2 separate regions of the Muntiacus reevesi genome follow, and region 2 is linked to region 1. Evidence: chromatin contacts called from public Hi-C data. All regions are on one chromosome and are shown on one strand. The core of a region is the stretch at or near the end of the contact, and the rest is flanking DNA. Distances in the headings are between cores, read along the strand shown.

Evidence for each region. A called contact is a pair of places that touch in the nucleus more often than the background predicts.
Region 2: a Hi-C map of blood shows a contact between it and region 1, with 4 times the contacts expected there. The contact joins the promoter of JADE1 here to the promoter of PGRMC2 in region 1. A contact is called at or near these places in 2 of 3 Hi-C or Micro-C datasets (blood and muscle).

Annotation. Positions count from the first base shown.
Region 1 is chr13:42,396,021-42,403,598 of mMunRee1.1, forward strand. It overlaps PGRMC2 (progesterone receptor membrane component 2), which reads right to left and starts at 4,042. Exons shown (of 3, transcript XM_065903816.1): 1 at 3,597-4,042. The coding sequence starts at 4,014.
Region 2 is chr13:42,831,554-42,839,131 of mMunRee1.1, forward strand. It overlaps JADE1 (jade family PHD finger 1), which reads left to right and starts at 3,958. Exons shown (of 11, transcript XM_065904935.1): 1 at 3,958-4,135.

The DNA of each region.
Region 1 (7,578 bases), core at 2,792-5,291:
GCATGTCATGGGGGTACTTCTTAGAAACTTTTTTCTTTCCAGTGGAATTTAAATGGTATATTGGAGAAATTACAGCTTTGTTATACATCAAAGAAAACTCTACATGGAATAAAGGGGAAGCTATGTATCTTAATACCAGAAATGTGAATAAACTATTAGAAAGGTCAGTTGTATAACTGTATAATTTCCTGCCATTATAAAGAATAAAAGCAAAAAGTTTTGCTAGAATCCCACTGCAGAAATATTATACCAAATTATTACTATTTAACAATTAATATTAATATTTAAAATGATAGATGAGTCTTCCTCATCTATTATGATGCTGGAAACATGAAATTATATTATGTTGTGATACAGTAGCAAGCATAGCCGGTGAAGCCAGTTAGACTGTGTTTGATTTCTAGCTTGGCCATTTACTAGATATGTAACTTTGGGCCAAATCTCCGCGTTTCAGTTTTCACATTTGTAAAATGGGAACATCACTTATCTCCTAGAGCTGTCTGGAAATTAAACGAGATAATAAGCCCCAAATGGGAGTTTCCTCCTCCTTCTACCCTAACCTCTAGAATCAATGCTATTGAATAGAACTCGATGGGAGGATGGAAATGCTCTATAAAGTGCACTGTTTGGGCACTTGAAATATGGCTAAAGTGACTGAGAAACTCAATTCATGTGGCTTGTGGCTACCATATTGAACATCACAACATAAAGCCATGAAAGTATGTTTCTCTGAGGCTTTAAATCCTTATGGGAACCAGGAGAGGGTATAAAAATAAGATTCTCTATGTAAGTTTATCTCAGAATGCAGTTTATCTCAAATAGAGTAGACAGGCTTTGTGGTCAAATATATCCGGATTTGAATATCATGTCTGTGTGACCCAACCAATTTACTCCAAATTCCTAAACCTCGAGCTCTCTCTCTTAAAGATAGGAATGTTCACTAACCTCACTGAAGCATTGTGGAGATGACAAAATAATAGATGTGATGTAGTAGCTGCTTAACAAATCTGCTTCCTTTCTCCTCCCATATTTTTTGTTTCTTACATGATCACTTTCCTCACAAACTGGCCAAGTGCCTGAACTGTTACTAAACTTAATATTGACAAATGTAGTTAATGCCAATTGTTTCCCAATGTCTGTTTACTCCACTAAATTAAACTGCCAACATTTAATTTTTTAAGAACTCAAACTTTAAAAATTATGACTAAAAATAAAAATAACTTCAACACAGAAAAGCCTCACAAACAATCTTTTAACTCTAAAACCATTATTGAGAACTGGGAGTGGATATTGGCTAGACTCCCTAAACTCATTCTTTCAAGCTACAAAGTCTCATATAAGGATTTTTACTTCTGAATTACTCTGCTACAAAATTCCTTAATTGATTTGAGGATAAAAAAATTAAAATAAAAACTGAATTTGTTTTATAGCCCGAAATTTTGCTTCAAGACTTCTGGGAAATGTTAGATCTCCTCTTAATGTGAAATATATTCCAAATCCATAAGCTGATCTGGCTAACTTTAAGGTTCCTTTCAATAAAAAAGTATTCCAAGTATCTGTTTAGGTTGTTCAAAACTACTTAGAATGAAATAATGGAGTATCACTCTGCCTGTTCATCAAGAAGAACCTGGAAATCAGTGAAAGCTAACCTAAAACTGAGTCCGCTGTTGTCATCTGAGGGGAATCCCCTCACTGGCTCGAGCCACACAAAGACTATCTATATTATAACGATGACTCTCATCTTAATTTAAAAATTTCTGTTGCAGAACATTTGCCACTGGGTGCTGCCAAATTGTGTCCATGGCTGTCTCTCTTAGCTATTTTCAGATAGTGGCAAGGCATTAATGTGTGAGGACTGATATGCTTCTTTGCACTAAACACTTGGTTGCTTCACTGTCCGTTTAGATAGGGGCTACAAAAGCAGAGTTATTAGTTTGGGTAAGTTGTGTTAAAAAACCTAGACCTGTACACAATTTCTAATTACTGAATACATAATATTGTGTAAATTCTTGACTAAAAAAAAAATTAACTAATTTGGTCTGTTCGTTTAAATATTGTCCTTTGGTCCTACTCATATTCGCTTAAGTAAACAAAAATGTATTAACTGTTTCAGCTGATGTGAGTGGGTAGACATCTGGTTTTCATTTTTATACAAGCAGCAAGTACTTTATAAGCTATCTGTGACTTGGTTGGATTGAATGTAAATATATACACAAAATACAAACAACTAAGAAATAGTTCAACACGCTTGTTACCAGGTGTAGAATCTCCCATTTCTCTTCCTTAACCCAATTAACAAACAACAAACCAGAACACTTCTAAAATATTTTCCAGCCACTAAGCACAGAAATCATAAGTGTACAGTTGCAGGTGTCAATAAATATCATGAACTAACAGATTAAAGAGGAAACCAACTTGTTTTTAGATTTGCCAACCCCTTAAGACTTGGATGTCCTCTTTCAAGTTAACAGGTGACTATAGGTCTCTAATTTTATTTACTTTTATTGTAGTAACTCCTTAAAAGCTCAGAATAACTACAAAACCAGAATGTACAATGTTGCTCAATTTTATGGTATGCCAACAGGTTTCATGAGTCTGAACTGAAATGTTTGCTATAACTACATTGTTAAAGAAGGATTTCTAAACCAACCACCTTACATACACAGTTCTCTGAAAGCAAAGCTTTAGAAACATTTAACTTGCAGAACTGGTGCATGGTGATATGAATTTATAGCTGTTTATAAAGTTCTTTCTTCTCAGTGAAAACAAAGTAAGTGATAATCAACGTGTATTTTAATACTTGCCTTCCTGCTACCAAAAAAAAAAAAAAAAGAAGAAACTGTACAAGCACGCCTGCTGGGTATATGAGTTCCACCTCCAAAACTCAGGGCGAATAACCTTGCCAGTATTTATTAGGATCTGCATTCTGATCAGCCTCATCCCACATAGACTGTTAATCTTGGAAAACATCTCTGTATCAAAACCGGTTAAAAAAAAAAGTCAAGGTGCTGCATATGGGATCGGATTTAATAGATTCTAGAAGGTTGGGACTTGGAACTACGTGTACTTAAACGTGGCCTTATGGGGAGTAGTAGATAAGCGCTCTGTGGCGCGCGCGCACACACACACACACACACACACACACACACACAAAAGTAAAGAAAGTTGTGAATTACAGGGCCTAAAATTTTAGGTCCCTACTTCAGAAATCTTCCTTCTTTCCTGCCCCCAACGATTCCAGAAATCAGAAAGCTCAGTAAAGGCTGAGGGCCAGCGTGACTGGCGACAACTAGAAGGATTTTGAAAAATTCAGCCCAAGAAAAGGCTGAGAAGAGAAATGAGATAGGAAAAAGATGAAAATTCAGAGCTCATTGCTGGGGCGACACTGGGATCCGAATTCGAGGAGTAAACACCGGTGGGGCCCGCGGCTTGGGCGTGTGGGGGGCGGGCCGTCTCAGGTGCGGCAGAAACGGCTCGGGGGTCCAGATGTCGAGAAGGCTGGCAAACTAACCCGGTGCCCAGGGGCCTCCCCATCAGAAGGGGGTCGTGCTTGAGCTGCAGGGGGTCCTCCCCCTCCCCTTCCAACTCCTCCTCACCCGGGCCGTAGAACTTGCTGCCTTTGGTCACGTCGAAGACTTTCCCATTGACCGCAAGCAGGATGCGCGGGTTGCGAGACCCGTCGTACTGGCGCAGCTGCTCCAAGCTGAAGTCCCGCTTCTTCATACGAGGCAAAGAGGCAGCGGGGCTCTCGTCGCCCGCTCCGGCCCCGGCGCCCAGACCCCGCCGCCCCCAGCGCACCCACAGCCGGTAGGCCCCCAGCAACACCAGCGCCACCAGCGCCACGTTCAGCAGCATCTCCCCGCCCACCGTCAGAAGCGCCAACGCCGTTGCCGACCAGCCGCCCCCTTCTGCTGCCGCTCCCGCGCCTCCCGGGCTCTCGCTGCTACCGTCGCTGCTGCTCTCGCTGCCACTCCCCAGGGTGCCTAAATTCACGTCCCCATCACCCGCCGCCATCACTGCCCGCCAGCGCCTTCCTCCTCCTCCCCGCCCCCTGCCCTCCCCAACCCCACGGCCGGCCCCGCCCATATGGGGTTTTCTAGCCAATAACGTGAGGGCAGGGGGTGGGGTCAGGCCGGCTCCTGATTGGGTGTTTACGCGGTAACATTGTCCTGGATCTCTCCCTCAGCCGTCCTTTTGCTGGCCGCGCTCGCGTGCGACGCCCCGCCCACCTCGCCCCACACTTCCCTGCTCTCGCCTGTCTCCTTCTCTAGTTGAAGTACAAGAGGGGGGCGGGTCTGAAGAGAAGATGCTGCGCCGACCGCGCGCGCGCGCGCACACAGGCGGGGCGAGGCTACGGCGCGTGCGCGGGTTCCGGGGCGCCACGAGCTCCCCTTTCCTCTGCAAACCCTCTGGGAGGAACGGCCTGCCCAGTTCTCTGGCTGTGCGCATGCGCTCACGGACCCCGCCCCTTCCCTGGTCACGGTTTGCGTCTGCCAGCTCCCGCCTCTTCGCCCACGCTGAGCTTCAGAGCCTCACGTGCGCTGAGGCGGCTGCTGAGGCTGCCTCTCTCGGACACCTTTCCGAGGGTGCGGGCTAGTGGTTAGTGAGGACCTGCGACATAGTTTTAACCGCTTGGCGCCCCCCAAAAGGGGTGTCTTTTCTCCCATGGACGCCGTCACGCCTGTCCAGACGCCCGGAGCGTGGGCGCGCAGGCAAAGCTACGGCCCAGAAGTTTTGGCGACGAGCTGGAGTCGCCTGGCGCCCAGAGAGTGCACGGAACTCGCACTGGGATTGTTTGGCGAAAGGAATCTACCTGCTGTCTCCGAGGACACCGAGTAGCCACTCCCCAGTGGTTTTGGCCAAGGCTGCTCCTGTAGAATTTTCTTTCACATTTTAGACGAGAGGTGTCGGTATTCCTTAAGTCGCACTCATTTGGGGCAGGAAGAAAGTGGATAGGGTGAGGTGGGCCTTCAGTTCGCTTGTTTAACTTAATCTACAGTTTCTTTTCATCTACCTAGGTCTTGTAGTCTTTTAACCTTTCGAGTCCTTAAAACTTCGGCGTAAATGTCACCTCTGAACCCTTACAGTGAGCGCCTCACCTCACGCTCTGAACTCCTTTGTCGTGCTCCCTCTCGCTCTAGCTTGTTTTGTGTCACTGGTTCCCCCACCCCTACCCCCTCGCTGTAAACTGCCCTCGTGGTGAATGAGCTGTGTCAAGGGAGTAACAGTTTTCGTTTAATCTGGAGGAACTTGCGGAGTGGAGGAGAGATGTGGGCAAACTGGAGCGTATGGTATACTAATTAGGGAAACAGCTAGTGGTCCATTTTGGCTTTAAGTGCCGCAGAGGAGCGAAGTCTGGAAAACTAAGCTTGTAATCACAGTATCACGGGATTGGCTTGGACTTTATAGGAGGAGTTTCAGCAGATACTGAAAGGAAAGTGACAGGATCAAAACTCTTCTGTAGAGCGATTATCTACTAGGATTGGTGTGAAGGGTTGGAGTGGGGAAAAGAATGGGAAATCAGTTACTAGGCTAAGGTATTTGTGCAGGAAGTGGCAGGAAGTGCGGGAATGTAAAGGGCCAGTCATTAACATTTCAGGTGTTCGGGTCGTAGGTACATAATTTTGCCTCATAGCGACTTCACTTCAGAGTTATAAAAGCAGTCCATGGGCTGAACCCCTGCTTGAGAGGTATTTTCTTGAGGCAGAGTGAACAATGGGGAGTAATCCTCCCATCTAGACTGTTTTTAAAGCGAATGTGGGCACTATTAACTACACTGGGAGAATGAAGAAGTGAAGTCGCTTCAGTCGTGTCCGACTCTTTGCGACCCCGTGGACTGTAGCCTGCCAGGCTCCTCTGTCCATGGGATTTTCCAGGCAAGAATACTGCTGCCATTTCCTTCTCCAGGGAATCTTCCTGACCCAGGGATAGAACCTGGTTCTCCCGCATTGCAGGCAGACTCTACCTTCTGAGTAGCCAGGGAATTAAAATTTACAACTCTACAAGGTTTTAAGAAACAGTTTTTTACACTTTTAAGTGATTGAAAACTTATTTCATGGTATCTAAAATTGTATCAAATGAAAATTGCAGTGTCCATAAAGTTTCATTGGAATACAGCCAGTCATTCCTTTAAGTATTTTCTATGGCTGGTTTCCTCTACGAGGAAACTTCCCGGGTCAAGAAGATCCCCAGGAGAAGGAAATGGCAACCCACTCCAGTATTCTTGCCTGGAAAACCCCATGGACAGAGGAGCCTGGCAGGCTACAGTCCATGGGGTCGCAAAGAGTCGGACACGACTGAAGCGACTTCACTTCTTCATTCTCCCAGTGTAGTTAATAGTGCCCACATTCGCTTTAAAAACAGTCTAGATGGGAGGATTACTCCCCATTGTTCACTCTGCCTCAAGAAAATACCTCTCAAGCAGGGGTTCAGCCCATGGACTGCTTTTATAACTCTGAAGTGAAGTCGCTATGAGGCAAAATTATGTACCTACGACCCGAACACCTGAAATGTTAATGACTGGCCCTTTACATTCCCGCACTTCCTGCCACTTCCTGCACAAATACCTTAGCCTAGTAACTGATTTCCCATTCTTTTCCCCACTCCAACCCTTCACACCAATCCTAGTAGATAATCGCTCTACAGAAGAGTTTTGATCCTGTCACTTTCCTTTCAGTATCTGCTGAAACTCCTCCTATAAAGTCCAAGCCAATCCCGTGATACTGTGATTACAAGCTTAGTTTTCCAGACTTCGCTCCTCTGCGGCACTTAAAGCCAAAATGGACCACTAGCTGTTTCCCTAATTAGTATACCATACGCTCCAGTTTGCCCACATCTCTCCTCCACTCCGCAAGTTCCTCCAGATTAAACGAAAACTGTTACTCCCTTGACACAGCTCATTCACCACGAGGGCAGTTTACAGCGAGGGGGTAGGGGTGGGGGAACCAGTGACACAAAACAAGCTAGAGCGAGAGGGAGCACGACAAAGGAGTTCAGAGCGTGAGGTGAGGCGCTCACTGTAAGGGTTCAGAGGTGACATTTACGCCGAAGTTTTAAGGACTCGAAAGGTTAAAAGACTACAAGACCTAGGTAGATGAAAAGAAACTGTAGATTAAGTTAAACAAGCGAACTGAAGGCCCACCTCACCCTATCCACTTTCTTCCTGCCCCAAATGAGTGCGACTTAAGGAATACCGACACCTCTCGTCTAAAATGTGAAAGAAAATTCTACAGGAGCAGCCTTGGCCAAAATCACTGGGGAGTGGCTACTCGGTGTCCTCGGTGACAGCAGGTAGATTCCTTTCGCCAAACAATCCCAGTGCGAGTTCCGTGCACTCTCTGGGCGCCAGGCGACTCCAGCTCGTCGCCAAAACTTCTGGGCCGTAGCTTTGCCTGCGCGCCCACGCTCCGGGCGTCTGGACAGGCGTGACGGCGCCCATGGGAGAAAAGACACCCCTTTTGGGGGGCGCCAAGCGGTTAAAACTATGTCGCAGCTTCTCACTAACCACACTGGGAGAATAGGAGTAAAATTGTCCCAGACAAACCTCATGTAGCAGTTAGAGGTTAAGAGAAATCAAAG
Region 2 (7,578 bases), core at 2,708-5,207, 440 kb after region 1:
AAGTTTAGCAAAACTTTCCAATGGTTGACAAGTTTGAGGGAGTAACTATGAGAACATATGGTTGAGGTGGCTTGTAGATGAAGTTATGGTATGCAGGCTGGCCCAAGACTTGAAAAAAAAGTACTTTAAAAAGTAAAATACTGAAAAGATAAAAATGAAAGAAGTGAAAGAAACATTGTAAAATGAAATACGTGACATCACTCAAATATGTGACATTATTAAAAATGCCTAGGAAAAAAAACGGAAAAATATATGGCAATGTTTATAATCGTTACCCTTATAGGTGCGATTTATCATCTTCCTTTGCCTTTCTAAAATTTGAATATTCTTTCCATCATGTTTTCCATTCATGATTGAGAAAAGCTTCTCCTATTTTGAACCTCTGCAGTCTTGGACATCTCCATCTGGCTGAATTAAGTTATTTCCTCTTCCGTCTCTCTGTCAGACTTGTTTTTCTTTGACATCTTGCATTGTGCTAAAAGTATGAAAATCAACAAAATTAAAATAACCAAATCAAAGACAAGCCAAAAAAAAAAAAAACACCAAAAATGAAGAACGTCAAGAAAGGCAATAATTTAGTCAGTCCTGACACCTGCAAGAAAGCATCTTGGTCACTGGCCTTCCAATCATTTTCTGTGCTGTAACCACCTACTCAGAGGGATTACCAGGCTGTTCATGACTGGTGACTTCATTGATTGGTTAGACAGGGAGCTCTGTTCCCCAAATAATATCATTCAAAAAAGTTATTCTTTTCATTTAGTTATTAGAGTTATTTTTAAAACTACTTGACAACTTAAGCTCGCTTTGTAACAAGGTATTGGGGAATAAATTAAAAGTTCCACACAATTAAAGTACATATAAACTTTTAGAACACAACTCATTTTATCCATGAGAGCACTTGTGCAATAAAAATTGTATATACACACGTCATAACATTTACCAATTGGCAATGGTATTTGCCAGGAAGAATTTCTTGCTCAATTTCTTTGAAGGAATGAGATTTATAGGGTTTTAGCATACATATCTACTTCATTTCAAAGATGAACAATTCTGAATTTTGTATCAAGGTTTTATAATTCTTTACCTGAAGAGTAGACACAAATGAAATAACTAGGTAAATATTTATAAGTTTAATCATGTATGATTTCAAAATTAGGAATATGAATATATGTATTCAGTATTTCTATAAACCTATTATTATGGAAGGGAATAATTAAACTGTGTATGCCAATAGCAAAATGAAAGCGATATACAGAATGGTAATTATCACCATGAACACTGATCAGATCAGAAAAGACTAGAATCTTGATAACTACACTGACTACTTTGTACCTATTTTCTTGAATGTCGTTTTTATCTCTGATAATAAAGTGTGAATTAACAGGACCATTCTAGAAACCAGGAAATTGTGATCATGAATGATTTGGTAAGTTAAGATAATAAGTGACAGAGTGTTACCAGAAACTCATTTCCTAATTGCCAGCTTAGTACTACTTATTCTTTAAATATGCTGCCACAAGACACTGCTGTCCCATTTTAGAAATAGGATGTATAAAAGTTTCCTTTGTGATCTGGCAGAAGACATTTATTATTTAAAAAATGTCAATCACTGATCATTAATAACGAATTGTTTTCACACATTCTTTATTGATACAAGTTGTCCTCCACTTCTACAAATAATCATCAACTTGTAAGTTTGGTAAGAACAATCAGAAATTACTGAATGTTAATAAGACAAGGGGTGTTGAATTTCATCTTGTCTATCATCTCAGTGGGGAAACTAAGGTCCAAGGACATTTGTCCAGAGTCATAGTGTGAGTTGATAGGAGGCTGCAGACTTTTAGTCCAAGGCTGTTTATGGCACATGGCACTACCTCATGTTTCTGGGACCATCCGTCTTAATCATCGAATCAGTGTTGAGGGTTCATGTATTCTTTTACCCCCTTTTATTCTCATCTATTTACTCAGCACACTTTCATTTTTGTTGCCTGATGTTTTGGGAGTGGGGATAGTCAGAAAAAAAAAAAAAGTAAAGGCTGAATGGCAAGTGTAGTTTATTTTTTATGTTTATTTTTTGCAGGGGAATGAGTGAAGTAAGTTTCCCTGGAATGTGGAAAAGTTGCAGTCTTCAAAGGCTCGAGAAGACCAAGAATGAGAGATAGGAAGGATGGCTCTCTACTGCCAGGGTCTCTGCTGGGCTTGTTTATGGAGTTATTCCAGTTAACAACCCTTCAGGTAGGGCCTGTTAACCCCATTTTATTACTGAGGAAGAAACTGAGGCTCAGAGAAGTTTTGTAATTTACCCCACAGTTGCATGGCTGACAACATGTAGAGTCAGTTCAGGGTCTGTCTGGCTATGAAGCATGTGTCCTTTTACTTCTGCAGTGGAGTATATGTAAAGTGAACCAAGGAAAACAGCAGTAACGTCAGGGCAGCATTAATAACAGTAATAATGATATCATAGTGCTTTACATATGTGGGATTAAGTGAGCACATAAACAGGACTGATAAGGTGTCTTTGTACTTCATTAGTGAAGCAGGCAAGAGAGAAAAAGGACATATACTTAAAATTTCCTTTGGCTTACTTTGCTTTCTGAAAAATAATTGAAAGACTCAATTAGTTTTGTTTTCCCACATTTATCAGATTACTATGATCCTGATGTGGGTGGATGGGTTGGTGTGTGATATTGTGAAACCAAACCTGATATATTCAGAAGAATTCTTCCAGTGGATAAGTATGCCTTTGGGTTTGGTACTCAATTTTGTAATCAGTGATCTATGTTCTGGATTATTGAATAGTATTTTCAACCTGTACCCCAGTTTTTTTTTTTTTTTTTTTCTTTTCCCTTTTGAAGCAGAATATCATATAGACTCATTTCTTTAAGGGGGTCCATGAGAGAAAAGTGCTTCTTTGGTGGCTCAGAGGGTAAAGAATTGGCCTGCAATGCAGGACCCCAGGGCTTGACCCCTGGGTCGGGAAAACCCCTGGAAAAGGGAATGGCAACCCACTCCAGTATTCTTGCCTGGATAATCCCATGGAGCCTGGTGGACTATAGTCCATGGGGTCGCAGAGAGTTGGACATGACTGAGCCGCTAACACTTTTGTACTTTCACGAGAGAAGTGTGTTAATCTCCACATGAAAGTTTGCGTTCTGCAGAAAACCAGTAATCACACCTTTTTTACACATAAATACCCCTGAATTAATCTGACTAATTTTATGTTAGTCTGTAGCTCCAGTTTTAGCATTTGGCTCAATTCTTCCTATTTGGAAGACAATGTCCAGTTCTGTAACACAGTGTAACATAATGGTGGTGTCAACTTACAAATAATTACTGTCTCCTAATGAATTAATGCTCATTTGCAATTATCATTTCGATACAAACTTAGGTAAAGAAGTGTTCCAGCTCCAAAACTGGATTTTCTATATTTAAAAATGTCATTATAACCCGCAGCTCCCCAAAACTGTTACTACGAAAGAACTATTTATTTTTCCATTCAATCTAAAAATAAAACTTCACCCAAACTACATTCCTTAATAGCCACAGTTTAATCTACATAATTTTAAATAATTTGAAAGAATCCTTTTCTAGTGCAGTGATGTCAAACAAGAGTTGAGACTGGGAGAGTTTGAAAGGGATAATTTAAAAGCCCACCACCCTGCTTGGAGACAGCTCAAGAAAGTCTAGGCTCACAAGAGAGGTGAAGGAAGAGCTTTTAAGAGCTGAAGCATGCGGCTCCTTGCAAGCCCCTGCTGACACAGGCCGAGCCTGCTACGGCGAGGGCCGCGAAGAGTTAACGAGGGACAGAGCCCCCCGCACCGCGGTTCCCGGCGCGCTCCCTCCGCCCTCCCGTCCCCACCCTCTCGTTTTGGCAAGGGATTAAAGTGCTCCCCCCTGTGGCAGCAGTGACCCAGAAATGAGTTTGATTCACACAGTCCTTCCTCCATAACAAGCCAAACGCCCGTCCGAGAGTGCCTCCCTGCGCGAGCGCCGGGTGTGTGCGCGCCGGCGAGAGCAGGGGCCCGCCCGGCTCCCCGCCCGCCACTCAGTCCGCCAGCCCGCCGCGGCCCGAACTCATGCGGCGCGGAGCGAGCGGCGAGGAGCCCAGCGCCGCGGCCGAACCCCTCCGTAGCAGGTACGCGCGCGGGCCGCGGGGGGCGCGCGGGGAGGGCGCGCCGACCGAGAGTCCGCGCGTGTCCGCGTGTGGGTCCGTGTGCGCGTTCCGATCCCGCGGCGGCGGCAGCGGCGGCGGCTGCAGGACGAGCCGAGAGGCTCAGCCATATTTGATGGTTTTGTTGCTTTGCTCGGGAGTTCTCGGGAGTAATTTAATGCCGAAGGTCGCTGCCTAGTGGAAATAATATAGTACGTCATTAATATGGCGCCAAAAGATTGGGTTCTCGATATGTAGCGAAGGAGGGAGGGCCGGCAGCCGCCGAGCGCAGCGTTACTATCCCACCAGTAACTTGGGCATTGCCGGGGCGGGGGCCAGAGGAGGAGGAGAGGATGATTTTTGGATCCTGAGAATTGATTTGTGTTGGATCAGTAAGTTTTATTATGATTATTTTTCAGTTTTGGGGGCTGAAGACTTAAGAGCTTTTTCTTTTGGATTTGCGAAGAACATGCGGTTTTCAGGCGAATCATCAATTAAAACGCGTTCAGGAGCAGAAACCCAGTTTAGTTGGCTTTAGTTATAGAATTTTTTAAACAGCCAAAGTGCATTAGGTTGCATGGAAGTAGAAAGCATAATAGCAACTTGGTAGACAGATGGCAATGGCAGAACAAGGTCCGGGTACATATATGAATCCAGAGTGTGTGTGACCGTGGTGGTGGTGCGGGGGGAAGGGACGTCGACTGTATAGTCCAAACATAGGTGTGGATATAGGTACATCTGTGTAGGGTAGCTGCAGCCCTATCTCTTATCACCGCGTCACCACATGTCCAAATTATTCATTGCATCAATTCAAGGGCAGTGAGGGAGGGGTGGGGGGTGCAGGGACAGTTTAGCAGTTAGATTCTTCCCAATTGGGTTTCCAGTGAACGGACCTTTTACTTACAGCCAGACTGCCTGTGAAGTGTAAAACCCTTTATCGGTGAAATTAGGAAGGAGTTGCATTGGTAGACCAAACTACTGATTAACCATGAACTTAAAACGGATAGCAAATTGCAACCTTTGGCACCGTCTGCAAATTGTGAAGGTGGCGTCGTGTCGCTTGGTCCGCCTGAAAACGTGCAGTGTGCACCCCGGGACTGCAAGTTGCGAAGCCCTTCAGTGCACGTGTCCTGCGCCTGTGAGTGTGTATTTGTGAGTTGGGGGCTGTTGTTCTGTAGCCACCAGGCTTTCCGGGTTGTTGGCGCTGGCTTGCAAATGCGGGAGAGGGATGGAATGTGGAATGTTGACCGGGGAACCGAATCCTGTCGGAACGGTCCCATTTGCTGGAGAAATTCGATCCCTTCCACCTCCTTCCCGCTCCCCCCGCCCGCCTGCGGGCAGGAGGCGGGGCCGAGGACGCGGCTGCTGCTCAAAGTGGCGGAGCGCGGCGGCGGGAGGCAGGTGCACGGCACCCGCCAGTGGGGGTGCCTCAACTTCCGCGGGCGTTTAAATAGCAGCCTCTCTCCCCTCCCAGCGGTAATAGGTGACCTGGCGGCTGAGGGCGGCGGGGGGAGGAGGGGGGAAGGACGGGGGAGACCCGGAGCTAGCCTCCGCGGCACGTGGGCAGGTGCTGGGTGGCCCCGGGGCCAACTTTTGTGGCCCGCCTCTGGCGCTGGAGGAGAGGCGGCTCCATGTGGAAATGGGGACGGGCGGGCGGCGGCCGAGGCGCTGCTTTCTCAGCCGCGCTGGAGCGTCACCTAACGGTCCCAGCAGCGTTGCCGGGGCCCGGGGTGGGGGGTTTCGGGGGCGGGGACGCCTGGCCCACCGCGCCCGCGCCGCGGGAGCCCCGCACAAAGCCCGCGGCGCGGGGGCGGCCACCGCGCTCACGCCCGGGGAACGGCCCGAAGCCCGTCGCCGTCCCCGCGTAGATTCCGGCGGGCGGCCGCAGGCGTTTGTTTGTTGGTTCCGCGCCGCCTTCCTCGCCGGATGGCTTCCTGTGACAGAGGTGATACACAGTTTCCAGAACTGTCTGGGGGCGGGAGCGGGAGCCGAGTCCTCTCGGAGCTGCTCGCCGTCACCGCTGCTCCCGCTCCCATCTCACAGCCGTTTCTCGCCGGCGCGCCCGCCCCAGTCTGAAGGTGCCGCCCGGGAGGGACTCGGGGAGGGGGGGACGGCGCGGCCGTTTCCAGCGGCGCAAGTGGCTTCTAGACGCGAGGGAGCGTTTGATTTGCAACTGGGGCCGAGCGGATTGGTGCAGCTGGCGGCGGCGGGGCGGGAGGAGCGGCGGCGGCGGCGGCGGCGGGGGGTGGCCACTTTCAAACGGAGAGGGCGGCGGCGGCGGGGACGCCGCTGCGGAGGGAGCGGGGCTTGATTGCGCCACGAGAAGGTGTCATCACTGCACCGGGGCTAATTCCGGCGGAGGTGCCGGGAGTTACTTTCCCCTCCTCCCGCGCTGTTGTTTCTGTCGCCTTGGGAGGAGGAGGAGGAGGAGGAGGCGGCGACGAGGGAGAGAGGGAGGGGGCGGCGTCGCTGCGCGAAGCCGCGGCTCTGCGCACTCCCCGGCGGGCGCCGCGCGGTGCTTTCTCCGGTGCGGGGCGGCGGCCCAGTTCTCCCCGCCCCGGGATCCCCGCCTTCCTGGGGTCCTCAGCTTTCTCTGTCCAGCCCCTCCCTTCCCCCGGCACGGGCTCTGCATCCCAGAGTCCTCCGCCCCCGGCTCTCCTCGCCCCGGGCCCCCCTCTGCGGTCGTACCCCCTTTCCTCGCCCCGGCTTTCCCACCCTGGGCTCCCCTCCCTGGCGCGCGGGGGCGGCCGTAGTCCCGGCACCGGGTGAACGCAGCGAGCGAACAAAAAAGCGGGCGATTTAAACGTGCCTTCGAAACCCGTTAGGAATGCGTCGTCACCACGAGACCGTTTAAAAGCAGCTTTGGCTGGTTTTCTAGTAACTAGGAGGCCGGCGCCCCACCTCGCTTCGGCGGGGGCGAGGGTCTGTCGCCTTCTATTTACCACAGCCGTGGGGGAATTTAAATTTTTTCTTTGTAAAGTGATAGTTGCAGTTGAATGACTTAAGACGGCTACATTTTTAGGAAATTGCGAGAGAATCTGAAGTTTCCATTAATGGGAATGCTTAGGGGCTTCTTTCCCAAAGGTTTTTATTAGGTGAACTATTTTTCCTTTTTAGAAAACCCGCTGTGAACGGCTAGATCTCTAGTTACCTGTATCTCAAGGCTAATACCTTTCAAAGTTAATGAACTAGTTTTAAGATACAGAGAAATTACTTCTCTGGAAGCTGGTTTAGGTAGTGATCCACCAGTGGTTAGCGATTAGGAAGCTGTGTTTGACCAGATCGCCGCTAATCAAGATTTAATCACTTTTAGCTGGAGAAAGGGAGCGTTCAGTGTAACTATACTTAAACTGACAACACTTTTGATAAAATAATTTACTGTAGTAGAGTGGGCAACACATACTGGACAGATACACTGCTTGTTCTGT